Regions from separate parts of the Mus musculus genome. Here region 1 is linked to region 2. Evidence: chromatin contacts called from public HiChIP or PLAC-seq data. All regions are on one chromosome and are shown on one strand. The core of a region is the stretch at or near the end of the contact, and the rest is flanking DNA. Distances in the headings are between cores, read along the strand shown.

Region 1 (3,592 bases), core at 625-3,124, 85 kb after region 2:
CAAGTCTTTTTCTTTTTCTTTTTCTTTTTTTTTTAAACTTTGTGAGTCTTGGCTGTGTTCCACTCAGCTCTCAGAGGACCAGAATTATTAGAGCACTTGGTTCCAAAACATAGCACCTGAGTTAGGTGTGTGGCTCATGGCTATAACATCCTAGTCATAAGGAGGCTGAGGCAGGAAGATTACCATGAGCTTTAGGCCACCCTGGTCAGTGAGTACCAAGCAGCTTACATAGTAAGACTCTGTAAAACAAAATGTGGTGTGTGTGTGTGTGTGTGTCTGTATCTGTTTGTTGGTATGGGGTATGTGTGTCTGTGTGTTTGTATGGTGTGTGTGTGTGTGTCTCTCTGTGTGTCTGTGTTTGTATGGGGTGTATGTCTGTATGGTGTATGTGTGTATCTGTTTGTTTGTATGGGGGGGTATGTGTGTCTGTCTGTATGGTGTATGTCTGTCTGTCTGGTGTGTGTATGTGTGTGTGTGTGTCTGTGTGGTGTGTGTGTGTCTGTGGTGTGTGTGTGTGTCTATTTGTATGGGGTGTGTGCCTGTTTGTGTGGGGTATGTGTATATCTGTGTGTCTGTATGGGGTGTGTGTGTGTTTGTAGTGTAGTTCAGAGCACTTGTGGGAATCAGCCTTCTTCTACCATGTGTGTTCTGAGGATCAAGGCCATCAGGGTTGGTGGCCTTTTGCTCTCTGAGCTATCCCTCCAGTCTCAGATTTCTATTTTGAAGATAAGGAAACTGAGCTGCAGCAGTAAGTGGCTGAAGTCTGTATGCTCTGTTGAGGGGAGCTTGGGTAATGAGAATTCTTGGGACCTCTAGGGCGCCTGTACTATCTTCAGAATGTCTCATGTAGCTGCTAGAACTGAAAGGTTTGTACTGGGACTGTAGAGCTACAGTATCTTTTCAGTTACTATGCTTGCCTGGGGTCCTATAAACAGGACATAAAAGGGTCAGGAGGTCATCCAAGACTGGATTGAAAGGATGTGCCATCAAAATAAGCAACATGGAATAGAAAATAAACAAACCAGGGAGACAGTTGGGATGAACAGGCAAGGAGGCCAGGCCAGTGTCAGAGGGCCATGCGGTCAGTGCCTGGGGCTACTTCTATTCCCATTGGAAATCCTGCTAGGCAAGAGGCCATGGACACATACAGTACAGGGCCAGGAGGGCATAGAGAGTTCTAGGATGCTAAAGTTAGAGAAGATATTTAACCATTAGACAGGGGTACTTCCTCATATTTGATGTTTTTGCTTTACTTCTTCCCTTAAGAAACTCTGACTTAGCCAGGTGCACACCTTTAGTTAGCCCTAGTACTCAGGAGGTAGAAGAAGCAGGCAGATCTCTGCAAATTCAAGGCCAACCTGGTCTTCATGGCAAGTTCCAGGCCAGATAGGACTACATAGAGACCCTGTCTCAAACAAACAAAATACAATAAGATAAAGAACCTCTAACTTTTCATTTTCAGAGAACATATGGACACCAATTGCTAGTGACCCAACTAAGGGGGAAATTTGCTATGTAGAACAGCTTGATCTTGAACTCTTGGAGATCTACCTGCTTCTGCCTGACGTAACAGGGGCTGGGGCTAAAGTGCTGAGAGGCATCTTTAAGTGTGGGAGAGAAGCTGAGGAATTGGGGACTGTTACACATGGCAGGATAACTGTGTTACGGATGAGCACAGGCTGGTGAAGCCCCTTACAGCTGTTCTGTTGGAGGAGTTCCTTTCCCTGGCCCTGCCCATGCCTTTCTTTCCCCATCTGGTTGCTATCAGGCTGTGTGGCTGCTGGCGGGCTCTTTATTTATTTATCCCAGTGTAATAGGGTGAGGAGGGAGCTGGCCTGAGGTTGGCTTTCTGAGGCCATGCCACTGAGCCACAGGCGGTTAGCATGGGTGTGTGAGTCACTGGGGCTGCATGCTGCTCAAACCAGACTCGGACAGGCTCAGCGACAGCAGGCAGCCCAAAATAGAGCCCCGCCCTCTGCAGCTGGCAACCTCTGGCTAGGAATCAGCCCTTTACACCAAAACCTGGGCAACTGCACGTTGTTGGCTTTCTCTGGGTGGGGGCCCTTACAGAGATAGGGATTTTGTAGCTCTCTTCTCAGACATTACACAAGGATAGCCAACACATCAACATCTCCCGTTGCTGTACTTTGAATGTCTCGGGACACTTAGATAATCTCCTTGGTGTGATATACTAGCTAAGAAGTTTGATATTTGACATTGATCTGACTCAGTATCCTAAATGTAGCCGTAGCTGTAGTCTAGTTGCAGCATTCTAGAGCATTACTTGACATTAAAAAGCTACCCACTGCTGCTCTTCCTAAGCTTGAGTTTATGTCAGAAGCACTGGGTAGACCTGGGGAGACTCAGGAGCAACCTGAAAACTGCTCTCCTGTTACATGCATCTACAGGGGGTTTCCTTGTTTTCTCTGGATGGGTCTCCTTTTTTTAAAAAACAAAAACAAACAAACAAACAAACAAAAAAACAACAACCAAAAAACCTTGTGTCAGGAATGTTCATGGTACCCAGGATCAGATCCAAGATCTTATTTATTTTCCCTTCCTCTGGGTTGTCTCATTGAGAGCCTAGTCCCAACAGCACTGTAAACCACTGAGAGCTAGTTTTAGAGCACCATGTCATATAGACCCATGCTTTTTTTCTGCATCCTTGATATTTCCACATGGATATCTATCTTACTGGTAGGTATCAGTGCCTCTAATGCATGCTCCACATGAATTAGTTACTTCTTTCTTTAAACCCGTTCTTTATTTGTATTCTTTGCCTTGGTAGATTAAACCATCATCCATCGGTTCCCTAAACCAGAAACTGAGGTTTCACCTGCATTGCTGCTTTCTTCTTGGTTTTCATTTCCAATTATGACTCACCAACCACCATGGAGTCTGTTCTTTAGTCTAGCTTTTGTTGCCTTAGATAAGCTGATACCCTTTTGGCTTGATGCTGCAACTGCCCTCTTACCTGCCTTCCCATCATCCTCTTTCTGCTTCCCAGTTAAATTTACATTTATCAGAATAGTCTCTTTGAAAAAGAGACATGATTGTCTTGCTTTCTTGCTTATAGTCCTTTAGTGGTTCTTATAGTGGCATGTAGGGTAAAGTCCAAATTCCTTGTATGCTATTAAGACTGGACCTATTTACCTCTTCATCTTGATCCTCCATCATGGTGCCCTGAACTTATACACCTAAAGTGTTATAGCTTCCTGCTTGGACACATCTCATTCATTTGTCTGGTATTGTTTTCTGTATTATCCCTTTGTGGGCCCTGATCTTTCCTTCCTTCAGCTAGCTCTTCTTTCAGACATAACAGACCATGGTGTTATTCCTATAACCTTCTCCAGACTGTTTGTCATATGGAATGATCCAGATATCAAGAAAAGAGGCAGGGAAAATTGAGTTGGCCAACCCTTCTCCATTTAGATTTTTCCTATATGGTGCTTGGAAAGTCCTTTTCCTCACTTTTTTCCTTTTGAGATAGTCGCCCTCAGAGGCCAAATTGGCCTCAAACTCATGAACCTCCCCTAGACTCCCAAGAGTTGGAATTACATGGATGTGCCAAGGTGCCGCAGTTTTTCTTAGT
Region 2 (3,731 bases), core at 325-2,824:
TATAACCAAATTATCTGGTCCAAAGTGTTAGTAGGACTGAAACTGAGAGGCCCAGGGTAGAGCAGAGAAAGTCAGAAGTGGGAGAGACTAGGGCTTTGTAATGTCACACTTCCCAGAAGGGAGCTTGGGACAAAGGGTACCTGGAGGGAATGTGGGTGCTTAGAAAACATGGTGCTGAGAAAGGAATCTGGGCAGGGCCTGAGTGTGGGGAATGGAGTGTGTAGAGGGAAAAGGTAGATGGGATGGAATGGCAGCCTAGTGAGATGTGTCCCTGGTTTGAGATGCAGTTTACGTCTGAAAGGGAAGACTCATTGCCTGGGACAGTATCAGTTACCTTCCTGCCTGGCCCCAACCCTTTGTAGGCTGGAGCCCCCTGGATATGTTTCTTCGTTCTTTGCTGGCAGAACCCATTTTCTTAGCTGGTCTACTGGGCTTTCTCCTAGAAAACACTATATCTGGTAAGTTGAGACCAGGTCCCAGGGGAGTGGCTAGGTAGTCACTACTCCCTAGGTTGGGCAGGGCAGTGACCTTTACTTATTTTTCACTTAAAAAAAAAACCTTAATTTTCATTTTAAATTATGCATATGTGTGTATGTGTGTCTTTGGATATTTGCATTCATAAAATGTAGAGATCAGTGATGGTAGATCCTCCCAGACCTGGAGATTCGGGCAGTTGTGAGCCATCCGGCATGGGTGCTGGGACTTGGAACTTGGGTCCTCTGTAAGAGCAGTACCAGCTCCTAAGAGCTATCTCTCCATCCTGATCACCCCTCTTTTACAGGTACACGGGCTGAGAGAGGCTTAGGTCAGAGGCTGCCAACTTCTTTCACTGCCCAAGAAATTCAAATGCTTCAGCAATCCAGGAGGAAAGCTGCTCAAGAGTATGGGCTTCCTTTACCCATCAGAAACCTGTGTTCCTGCATCCCACAGCCTCTCCACTGCCTCTGTCCAATGCCTGAAGACTCTGGGGATGAAGGAGGATCCTCTAAAACAGGAGAGAGAGCCGACTTGTTGCCTAACTCTGGGGAATCGTACTCCACAGCTAGCAGAGAAGGGGTTAGGTCCCAGTAATCATCAAGACCACCATTTTTGTCTTAGTTTAGCAGTAACTGCCACCTTGCTGGAGTCTGTATACTTTGTCCCAGTGGAGGTGGATGTGGCCCACTTGCAAAATGGGCTGCCTTTCCTCCTCTTAAGACTTGAGCAGAGGCCATGGTTTAGCGGGTTGGAACTGAATAAATGAGATTTCTGCCTGTAAACTGTCAAGGCTTCTTGAATGAACTCTAGCATTCAAATATTTACTCTTTGCCATGAGCAAGGTCCTACATCCACGGATATGAATACGACAGGGTCCCTGCCCTCTCCCTGCATTTAAGATTTAAATAAGTAACTAAAATGTAAAGCAGATAAAAAAAAGATGAAGAGGCAAGAGAGAAGTAGTATTTCGTTTCAACTTAGGGCAACAGGAAAGGAATTAGGAAAGCAGCAGAGTTGCGAGTGGCGTTAACAAGTGAGGTTCGGGCCCCGCCCACCAGGGCCCTGGCTCCGCCCACACCCAAGACCCCGCCTTCCTGAGTGTGTTGTGTGTGGGGGGGTGGCCTCTCAGTTTGCGCACCAGGACAGGCCCGCCTTGAGGAGGGTGGGAGTTCCCGCAGCCGTTGACGGTAGGTGGGGTTGGTTTCGTGTCGGCGCCGAGATCTGGGTCTGTCCGGACGCCGAAAAGCAAAGATAAACTCGTGCAGTGGCCCCTGACCCGGGCGCTTTTTCCCAGAAGGGACCGCGCGCAGCCCGACTTTGGACCTCCCGGAGTGGGCGGACCTGCGCACGCGCAGTCCGTTTTCGGCCTCTGCCTTTTAGTGTGTCGTGTGAAGCCCCTCCTTAGCAGGCTTCGTGTTTGGCCCGCTGGGATGAATTAGTTTTGTTCCCCTTTGGGGCCCTGAGCCGTAACTGTGTGCAGCGGATGCTGTAAAAATGAGAGGCGGGCGACAAAGTTCTAGCGGGGGTTGGGGGGGCAGATGGACGCCTAGGGCGCTCGAGGGCGGGGCGTGTGACCTTTGGCGGCAGGGCCTAAGGTTTGCCCTCTTTGGTGGCACAGGGCGTGGGCTCGACAGATGGTCTGTAGGACCTTACTGCCCCCTGCAGGGTATTTTAGGAACTATCCCTGGGAGAGGAACCCGAGTGGTAGAATGTCGTGCAACTTCACAGTCTCTCCTTTAAAAGACAAATTAAACCCGCGAGGTTGGTTAACGTGATCATGGAAGACCAATTTGCGGAGTGTGGGGCGGGGAGTCAAACCCCAGAGGACTTAGATTCCTTCTCCCTCCATGCTGTGAACAGTCTCAGGCCCCAGTCCGTTCTACCACTTTGTTTTGTTTTGAAAGTCTCTTGCTATGTTGTCCAGGTTGGCTTCCAAATCAAGATCCTCCTGCCTCAGCCTCCTGTGTGCTAGGATTACAGGCATGCCCCATCATGCCTGACTCACTGAGTTATACTTACCTCAAGACCAGGCTGAGTGGTAGGAGCAGCCAGACTGGATGTTTAGACATTTTTATAGGGCCAGCTGTCCCTGGCCACATTAAAACAGCTTCCTCCCATTCAGACAAAACCATCGACTTGTGGGTTTTGACCTTCGGAACCAGTTAGGCCAATAAGCTCAATTTTGGTGAGTTTCAGAGTGCATGCCAGGATGTGCCTATAAGGGAAATTAGAGGGTTTGGCAACTTCATTTGTATGTCTAATCTTTCCCAGTGTAAACTCTTGCCCAGTGAAGACTCTTTAATCATTCTGAGACCAGTTTATCCTGTTGGAACAGCCCAGGATACAAATAACCATCTCCACACACAGCGTTTCAAGGTGGCTGCAAATAACCACCATATATGTAGTCCTGTGTCACTTGAAATGGCCAGATGTTTTTTGACAACTGTGTTGTTAGGCAATTTTAGCCCATATAGATATCACACAATGCATGTACTTGAACCAAGATGGCAGTAATATCACTAGGCTCTATGCTCTCTCGGGGTCCCTGTCATGTATGTAGTCTTTCTGAGATATACATTTGTATTCCACGTGTTAATTGTAGTGCAAACTAGTGAGTGACATGAGACAAGTGGTTTGAAAGCTAGGAAGATGACGGCTTAGACCAAGCTGAAATGACTGTTACTCAGATTTAAACAGAAATTCTATTATTTTCTTTGTAGTCTAAGCATTTACCTCTTGGCACTTCCTTTCCTTTTGTTATTTATGGATGGAAATAATGAAATTATATGACTTTTTGTATCCACAGGAAAAGTAAATTCTGTCAAGATTTAGTTGCTATATATTCAACTAGGCTGAGGATACAGCTTTCATCTGGTTGTTGGGAAATGAATTTAGGACCTTTGCTCCCTCCGATCAGCCCTGCTGGCTCAGTCCCTGATGGCTCCAGCCTAAATATTTTTCTTCTTATTATAAATAAGCTGTCTTCAGATACACCAGAAGGGGGTGTCAGATCTCATTGAGGGTGGTTGTGAGCCACCATGTGGTTGCTGGGATTTGAACTCAGAACTTTTGGAAGATCAATCAGTGCTCTTACCCGCTGAGCCATCTTGCCAGCCCAGATATAGCATTCTCTATTGAGGTAAAAATATTGGTCTCCAGGAGTTCCAAGCTGCACAGAAAGCATGTTGTTGGTGATGTGGGCCTTAGTGTGGGCATGAACCCAATTAGTGAAGTGGAATTGTCACTTCCTCTGC

What was found. HiChIP or PLAC-seq counts read pairs in DNA pulled down with a chosen protein or histone mark.
Region 1: a contact with region 2 is called in an H3K4me3 HiChIP or PLAC-seq map of craniofacial prominence, with 4 times the contacts expected there. The contact joins the enhancer-like site here to the promoter of Nhej1 in region 2. A contact is called at or near these places in 10 of 39 promoter capture datasets (the HPC-7 cell line, cranial neural crest, embryonic stem cells and 6 more), 1 of 15 datasets of contacts at CTCF or cohesin (large pre-B cells), 4 of 484 Hi-C or Micro-C datasets (embryonic fibroblasts and embryonic stem cells), 21 of 115 datasets of contacts at active chromatin or transcription factors (the 230-238 cell line, bone marrow-derived macrophages, craniofacial prominence and 14 more) and 3 of 9 other capture datasets (adipose tissue, liver and pancreatic islet).

Annotation. Positions count from the first base shown.
Region 1 is chr1:75,038,878-75,042,469 of GRCm38.p6, reverse strand. The region is part of intron 6 of Nhej1 (non-homologous end joining factor 1); the gene reads left to right. Among named protein-coding and RNA genes, the nearest start is that of Nhej1, 85 kb to the left of the region's middle. Within about 2 kb of position 1,874, at least 42 of the 459 cell types and tissues checked have an H3K27ac peak or open chromatin away from gene starts, as enhancers often do. A contact at or near this core is called in craniofacial prominence, embryonic limb bud, pancreatic cancer cells and 1 more, where this site is marked.
Region 2 is chr1:75,123,069-75,126,799 of GRCm38.p6, reverse strand. It overlaps Nhej1 (non-homologous end joining factor 1), which reads left to right and starts at 1,574. Exons shown (of 9, transcript NM_029342.4): 1 at 1,574-1,664. Slc23a3 (solute carrier family 23 (nucleobase transporters), member 3) reads left to right here. Exons shown (of 12, transcript NM_194333.3): 11 at 363-458; 12 at 782-1,259. The coding sequence ends at 1,071.